2 separate regions of the Mus musculus genome follow, and region 1 is linked to region 2. Evidence: chromatin contacts called from public promoter capture Hi-C data. All regions are on one chromosome and are shown on one strand. The core of a region is the stretch at or near the end of the contact, and the rest is flanking DNA. Distances in the headings are between cores, read along the strand shown. Region 1 has its middle 18 kb from the start of 1700109G15Rik. Region 2 overlaps Aatf (apoptosis antagonizing transcription factor).

Region 1 (3,897 bases), core at 1,398-3,897, 250 kb after region 2:
TGTATCAAAGTCAAGTCTTATAAGAAATGGCCATTGCAATGTTGGGGCCTGGGAGGCTGTGTTAGTGACTTGTCTCCCCACTGTAACAAATACCCTGGCAGAAGCCACTTAAGGGAGGAAGGGCTTATCTTGGCTCATGGCTCAAGTAGGATGTCATGGCAGCAGGAACCTGGGAGAGCTGGGCACATTATATTATCAATCAGGAAGCAGAAAACAACGAATCCCAGAACTCAGCTCTCTGTCTCCTTTTTTTGTCCTGCCTGCTAGGTAAGATGGATCGTCTCACCTCTATTAACCTCATCAAGAAGATCTCTCGCAGACCTACCTGGAGATATACTATTCTGAACCCCATAAAACGAGCCCACCCTTCCTCCCAAGGAATTCCTTCTGGATTTCAGATGTTGAGCTGAAGCCAGAATGGGAACGCAAGCTGTTTTCTAGGTCCTTCCCTAACAGCCCAACTTGTCCCCTCATGTGTTGCTCTCAATGCAGGGGTCCTCAGATTCCATGTTGATTGATACTCCACGAACTTCTGCGTGGCCTCCCACTCAGCCCGTCAGTGCTGGGGAAATGTTACAGAATTTTCCTGCTCTATTTTTTAAGTTGAGTCACAGTCTCAGAACTGGCACCCATGTATCAAAGCTCCCACAATGCAGAGCACGGGCAGTCAGCCTCCTTTTACTTTGTCAACAGGAGAGGCCTCACCTCTTAGAAGCCCACTTCCATATAGCGTGTGCATACATAAATGGTTTTGTGGGGAAGAAGGGGGAGCTGTTCTGTAAAAAATGGAAACCTACTCCTTATGTGTGCCCAGGGCTTCTTGGCTAAAGAGTCACCAGAAATAAATGCTCAGAATATTATATATGAATCCCCCTGTTAAACAGTATGAGCTTGTGAAGTCATCGTACCTTTCTCGTTTAGGCTACCAAGAAGCCCAGGACTAGGTTTTGCATCTAATTACAAGTACATTCACCACCAGAGATTTGTCTTTATTATTACTTTTTTAAAAACTTATTTTCCTGACTCTACACAAGGGTTAGAGACAAGGCCATCTTGGTCTCTATGGATGCTAAGGGTCTGGGGGAAGAAAAGGAGTGTACAGAAAACTGTCCCCTACTGCCTGAGAACCTCAGTCTGAAGTGGCCAGACACAGAGACTTACAGCCAGAAGGACCCTGAGACACTGACAGTCCATGAAGGAGGGGCCCTGGAGAAGGAAGAGACACACAGGCCTGTTTGACATCCCCAGCTGGTCATCTTCCATAGTCAGCTCCACTCTCAGGGGTCTCCTGTTGTCTCAGGGGTCTCCTGGACTTGGTTTCCTTCTGCAAAAAATTGGAATGGGTAGGGCTGTGCCAAACCCTTTCCAGACCCTGTTCTGAAGAGCCTAATGGTTTGTGAGAGCTTCCTGGAAAGCCATTCTGGAGGTAGAAGAGGGCCTAAGAATCGGGGTCCCAATGTGCCTTCTTTACCAGAGCGTCTTCACGTGCACCAGATAGATATATTAACTGGCAAGGAGTCTGTTTGACCTTAAAAGGTCCCTGGATCTGGAAACTGCACCCAAGAAGGCCCACCCTCACCCCAGGAAACCTCCACCCCCAGGAAGTCCTTGGGGTCATGAGAAGGATGGAAAGGACTAGATACAGAAGCACCCACAGTTACACAGATGGCGGGGACACATCCTTCCATCTCTGTAGGCTCCATGGGCAGTGTGCCAGGCACCCAGTGGCTGGAGAGGCAGAGGTGAGATAGGAAATGACACTGTGCCTTAGAAGCACAGTGGGAAGAGACTCTTACAGCCATCGTTTAGAAGCAACAGGAAACCAGGCATGGTGGCTCGCACCTTTAATTCCAGCCGGGGACAGAAGCAGATGGATCTCTATGAGTTCAAGGCCAGCCTGGTCTGCAGTAAAACCCTCTCTAGGGGGTGGGGACACAAAAGAGGGGAGGGGTTAGGGTGTGACTCAGTAGAAAAGCATTTGCCTAATATGCATGAGGCCTGGGTTCTATGCTCAGGAGGGAGGGAGGGAAAAAGGAAAGCAGGGAAGGAGGGAAAGAGATGGGGACAAGTGGCCCCAGACCTGAGCTAAGTCTTGGCTTTGTCACTAGGAAGCTGAGCCACCTTGTTCAAATTATTCAACCTCTTTGAGCCTCCCCCTCCCCCTCCCCTCTCTTCAAGACTTTGTAACAGTCCCAGTTGTCCTGGAACTCACTCTATAGACCAGGCTGGCCTCCTCAAACTCACAGAGAGATCCACCTACCTCTGCCTCCCAAGTGCTGGGATTAAAAGTATATGCCACCACTGCCCAGCCTTGCCCCCTTCTCTTTTATAAGATGAGGAAAAGAAAGAAAAATAGCTTTAATGATCCAGGTTTAAGGCACTGCAGGTAAACTCCCAGCTCCTCTGAGGAGGTACAGAAGGTGTTGGAGTAGCCCCACCCCCACCCCTCAGCAGTTGGTTTCCGTTTTCCTGTGGCCAACCTACCCCTGAGGGTCTGACCGGCTCCCTGGGCTTTGAGGTTAACCAAATGATCCTACAATACACAAAGAGCTTAACCTTGGCTGGCCGAGGCTGGAGCTGTGGAGGGCCCAGCCGCCACCTTACGGTCACTGGCCCTGGATCTGGTGCTCTGTGATTGCGTCTGCAAATCCGTGAAAATTTCACACAATTTCCTGCACAGCAGTGGGCTTCATAATGCTGGGAGCCAAGCCGGCCCAGTAATTGGGGCTGGAGTGGGGCAGAGTCCAAAGCAATTAATCCAGCCTCCTTCCTTGTTTGCGCCAGGATAAGCCTGACGGGGTGGAGAATAATTGGAAATGAGCGGCCTCCGTCCCCAACTCCAAATTAATATTTTCCTGTCCTGATTTAATTCCGCCTGGGAACAGTGACACAGAGACATGCCGTGTCAAACGCTAAGTAATCTGCCACGAGCCACCTGAGGAGGGACAGGACTCTCTCTCTCTCTCTCTCTCTCTCTCTCTCTCTCTCTCTCTCTCTCTCTCTCTCTCCTTTTTGGGGGTGGAGCCGAGCAGGTCAAGGTATCAGCTAACAAGACAGAGCCTAGGAAGCAAAAGAAATTTCCAAGGACATCTGTAATCTAACCTCCCTCCCAATTGGGGGGGGGGGTGTATCATCAGGGATTTGGGAAGGCAGATAGGCAGCCCTGAATTCAAATTCTGACAACCACTTAAAACACCATACAAACCCTTGTGCCTCCATTTTTGTCATCTGTAAAATGGAGAGAATGGTACCCACTCCCACGTTCAGTTACTGTAAAGGTGACTACTAACATTAACTATGAAGTGAAGTGTGGTGATACACATCTGTAATCCCAGCACTTAGGAGGCAGAGGCAGGGGGAGCACTGCAGGTTAAAGGCCAACCTATTCTACACAGCAAGTTCCAGGCCAGCCAGGGCTACTTGGTAAGACTGTCTCAAAACAACCCCCAAAAGGAGCTGTATGTCCTGTTATTCTAGGTTTTTCCACGCCCACCCCGACCCTGAGAGGCACTGTGAATCTAGGAAGAATTAAGTGCATATTTCAGTCTTAAAGGAGCTTGCATTGAAGCCCTAAATACGTTGGATTGGTACACAGAAGGCAGCTAATATATGTAGGATCCTCACTTTCTGCTGATGTGAGTGAGGAGGTGGGAGGAGCACCAGAGCAGACTCACCTCCATGCACCTTGTTCACACCCTCGCAGGTGCTCACCCTCCTCCCCAGAGCCTAGCTACCTCTGCGAACCCTAGCTCTAAGCACAGCATCAGGACTCTCCAATCCACAGGTTTCTGCTGAAGCCTCCTGCCCTTCAACTAGACTGTACTTTGGTTGGCCAGGAAGCCTTTGACAGAGGGGTGTGGGCTACAAACTAATGCTACCAGGTGTCCTGCAAGTCCC
Region 2 (3,813 bases), core at 1,093-3,592:
CATATGCAGGGATCCATCCCATAATCAGCTTCCAAATGCTGACACCATTGCATACACTAGCAAGATTGCTGAAAGGACCCAGATATAGCTCTCTCTTGTGAGACTATGCCGGGGCCTAGCAAACACAGAAGTGGATGATCACAGTCAGCTATTGGATGGGTCACACGGCCCCCAATGGAGGAGCTAGAGAAATTACCCAAGGAGCTAAAGGGAACTGCAACCCTATAGGTGGAACAACAATATGAACTAACCAGTACTCGGGAGCTCTTGTCTTTAGCTGCATATGTATCAAAAGATGGCCTAGTCGGCCATCACTGCAAAGTGAGGCCCATTGGATTTGCAAACTTTCTATGCCCCAGTACAGGGGAACCCCAGGGCCAAAAAGGGGGAGTGGGTGGGTAGGGGATTGGGGGGGTGGGTATGGGGGACCTTTGGGATAGCATTGAAAATGTAAACGAGGAAAATACCTAATTTTAAAAAAAAAAAAGAAATAATGCTGTGGAACACAGAAAAAGTCATGTTACAAGGGAAACATCAGAGTACACAACAATTTAGAATAAGTTCCTATTTTCTAACTATATACATAGAAAAGAAACATCTGGGGTGAATAAAAAAAACACATACCAAAATACTGAAAGTATTTAACTCTGTCCCCAACACACATACACACACACAGTGTGGTACTCCGTCCTGTCTTTAACTCTTGTGTGTGTGAACTGCATGCTTACACGGTAGCTTACACATACCTAGCTTAAAAGTACCTAGCTAACTGCTAGAATTAGGGGAGACTATTGCCTAATTTTGCTTAGCTTTTCCAAAGCTCATATAATGATACATATTGTATTTATAAGGAAAAAACAGGGGGTTGCACAAATGGACTCAACAGTTTAGAGTACTTGCTGGTCTTACAGAGGATCTGAGTTCAAGCCTCAGAACTCACATGGTGGCTCACAACTATCAGTAATTCCAGTTTCAGGGGATCTAACTTCCTCTTCTGGCCTCCACAGGTACCATGCATACACCTGGTATAAATACATACATACATACATACATACCCACAAACACCCACACATACAGGCAAAACACTCATACATACTCACACACACACACACACACACACACACATATAAAAAATAAATCTAAAAAAGAAAAAAGAAACATACCTATTTACCTATTATTTCATCACCTAAGAAACGTCTTACACCTGCCTATGGACAGACGACATCAACTGATGTCTTGAGGGTCTTCCTAGCTCTAGCTCTGAGAACTTAATATTCTCCAAACCTTTCCTTCCTTCCTTTCTCTCCCCCCAACCCCTTCTTTCTTTTATTAAACTAAGTGAGATTGAGTGGTTCATATGTACGGTGATGCTTACGAGGTAGTAACTTTCCAAGTAGTACCTTGTAGCTGCCATTCTACATTACAACAGGAGACTGTGGATGACCTCCAACGTTGGGTCAGGATCAGTGCTGCGTGGCTGATGGAACCTAGCAGGCATGGTTTTTGGTATATTCTTGAACCTACTTGTCTAAGATTGTCTTCAATTAGACAGTATGATTATTCAACCCCTGGTATTGTTGCATGGTCCTAGTCCACCCTACTTTGATGGTCAGTTGAAGAACAGCATACAAAAGATTAATAAATTCTGCTATCTTGAAAACTGTGCTGTTCATGGAAAGCAAACTCCCACCCCACCCAATGCCCACCAGCAGCTTGCCCTCCAGCAGCTTGCCCTCCAGCAACATACTGGCCAAATTCGAGCACACTTGCATACTCATTGAAACCAGTTTGAACACTGAAAAGATCAAAGAGCGCAGGCAGGCCAGGGGAAATCTCTGAACCGTTGATAGCTCACAGAGTTGTAATGATCCCTGTTAGCATTCGATATTCTGTCTGTTGGCCTAACAGTTTGAGGCAGAGAAACAAGAGGGTAAAGGCTACACCGATCCAAGCAAACATTCTTTCAGAGTAAGCTCTGGATCACTGTCTGTTGCCAGTGAGCTGTTAAGTAGTTCCAGCTGTGCAGTTATTTGCTCCCGTGTCATGTCCAGGGTGTCAACCATAGTTTTGGGAGTTTCATTCATTAGTATCTTACGAACCTTGGTGTTAGTGACATTCTCTCTGCTCGTTATGATGGCAACAGCAAGGTCCAAGAAGTTTGTTAACAGTAGAGGCAACCTGGGTTCTTGAGACCACCACCAAGGGTAGTGCAACCACAACACTGTTTTGCTCACAGACTCCCCAGGTTGGCTATTTATGATATCAGGAGTGATGTACTTGCCTGTGGCCCTGGCAGCTGGCTGAGGCTGTACCCTGGCAGGTGCATTTGCAGGTCCTCACCCTGCCACAGCAGTGTTACCACTGTAATTTGCTAGCTGCACTGAGAATACTCCAGGCCATGCTGCACTGAGTCAGCAACATCTACCTCCACCACACCCCGACGTCACTAAGGTCAATATAGTCATCTCCAATACTACTCTTCTAGAACAGCATCACTTGTCTGTCTGTCACGAATGTTCCAGGACAGGGTTCTGGGCAAGGAGCAAACATGCTCAGTGAGGCAACATCCTCCTGCATGTCACGGTCCTTCACGACACCTTCCTCAGCAGTGTGATTACCGCCCTTGCTTCTAACCCTCTCAGGATGGTATTGTGTTGACCACGTAGACTTGGGGCGGAATCAGCTTGATCCATTGACTTGCTGCTCCTCCTTTCAAGTCTTCAATGCCAGGCAGGAGGAAGGGAGAGCTTGCAGCCACTGCTATCAATCAAGATAAGAACAATACACTCAAGGCCTCCTTTTAAATCAGTGAGACCTTTTATCATTGGTCTCTACCCAAACCTATCTTAATAACATATCCCTCTCCATGTTTCTCCTTTCTGCTTTACATTCTTTAAGCTTTGGCACTTATTTCTATGTATTTCCTCATCTTTTCTTTGAATAGGTCATAAGATTAACTATCCGCACAGTGACTGGACAGTGTGATCAAGAATAAGGACTGAGGGGTGATGAGATGGCTCAGTGGTTAAGAGCCCTGATTACTCTTCCAAAGTCCTGAGTTCAATTCCCAGCAGCCACATGGTGGCTCACAGCCATCTGTAATGGGATCCGATGCCCTCTTCTGGTGTGTCTGAAGACAACTCAAGTGTACTAATATACATACAATAAATAAACACATCTTTAAAAACAACAACAACAACAAAGGACTAAGGACTGAGGTAAATGAAGAAAATCAGCCTCTGGTTTACCTCTAACTAGCCAAGTGATTTTATTCCCACCCCTTGATTTCCTCATCTGTACAGTAGTCCTTCCTCAGCACCTACTTCACAGGCAAGGCTTTGTACATGCTTCCTGTCAGGAACTGACAGAGTAGAATAGTACAGCAAATTGAACCAATGAGATTGTTTTCATGACTTTTGAATGTAGTGGTGTATAGCACTGCACTTGTACAATTAAAAAGAAAAACAAAAAAAAAAAAACCCTAAGATGAAAATGAATTGAATGATCTCCATTCTCAAACACATCTTACTTGGTTTCTTCTTGCTCATATTGTTTTATAAGTCTTAATGAAAACAACAGAAAGGATTTGAGTTGGAACATTTGTCTCAACCCACTGGCTAACACCTCACAATGACTGATGTGTATACATTGTGATGTGACATTTTCATATACAAAAGTCTAACACTATCTACCTATAAAGGTTTTGCTTATATAAAACAGGATAAGGGGTTAGAAAGAACGTTTCTCAAACTGAATCAGCTTGAATTTTTCCAGATGCAAATTTAGTCAATTGTTGAGGGGTAGGGAGACAGA

Evidence for each region. Capture Hi-C pulls out chosen DNA fragments and counts their contacts.
Region 1: a promoter capture Hi-C map of pancreatic islet shows a contact between it and region 2. The contact joins two enhancer-like sites. A contact is called at or near these places in 1 of 39 promoter capture datasets (liver), 2 of 15 datasets of contacts at CTCF or cohesin (pro-B cells and stem cell-derived epiblast-like cells), 7 of 484 Hi-C or Micro-C datasets (the AtT-20 cell line, the G1E-ER4 cell line, the N1E-115 cell line and 4 more), 1 of 115 datasets of contacts at active chromatin or transcription factors (embryonic basal ganglia) and 2 of 9 other capture datasets (embryonic tail and pancreatic islet).

What each region holds. Positions count from the first base shown.
Region 1 is chr11:84,736,369-84,740,265 of GRCm38.p6, forward strand. No RefSeq gene overlaps it. Among named protein-coding and RNA genes, the nearest start is that of 1700109G15Rik, 18 kb to the left of the region's middle. Within about 2 kb of position 2,648, at least 36 of the 459 cell types and tissues checked have an H3K27ac peak or open chromatin away from gene starts, as enhancers often do. A contact at or near this core is called in pancreatic islet, where this site is marked.
Region 2 is chr11:84,489,364-84,493,176 of GRCm38.p6, forward strand. The region is part of intron 5 of Aatf (apoptosis antagonizing transcription factor); the gene reads right to left. Among named protein-coding and RNA genes, the nearest start is that of Aatf, 22 kb to the right of the region's middle. Within about 2 kb of position 2,343, at least 3 of the 459 cell types and tissues checked have an H3K27ac peak or open chromatin away from gene starts, as enhancers often do. A contact at or near this core is called in pancreatic islet, where this site is marked.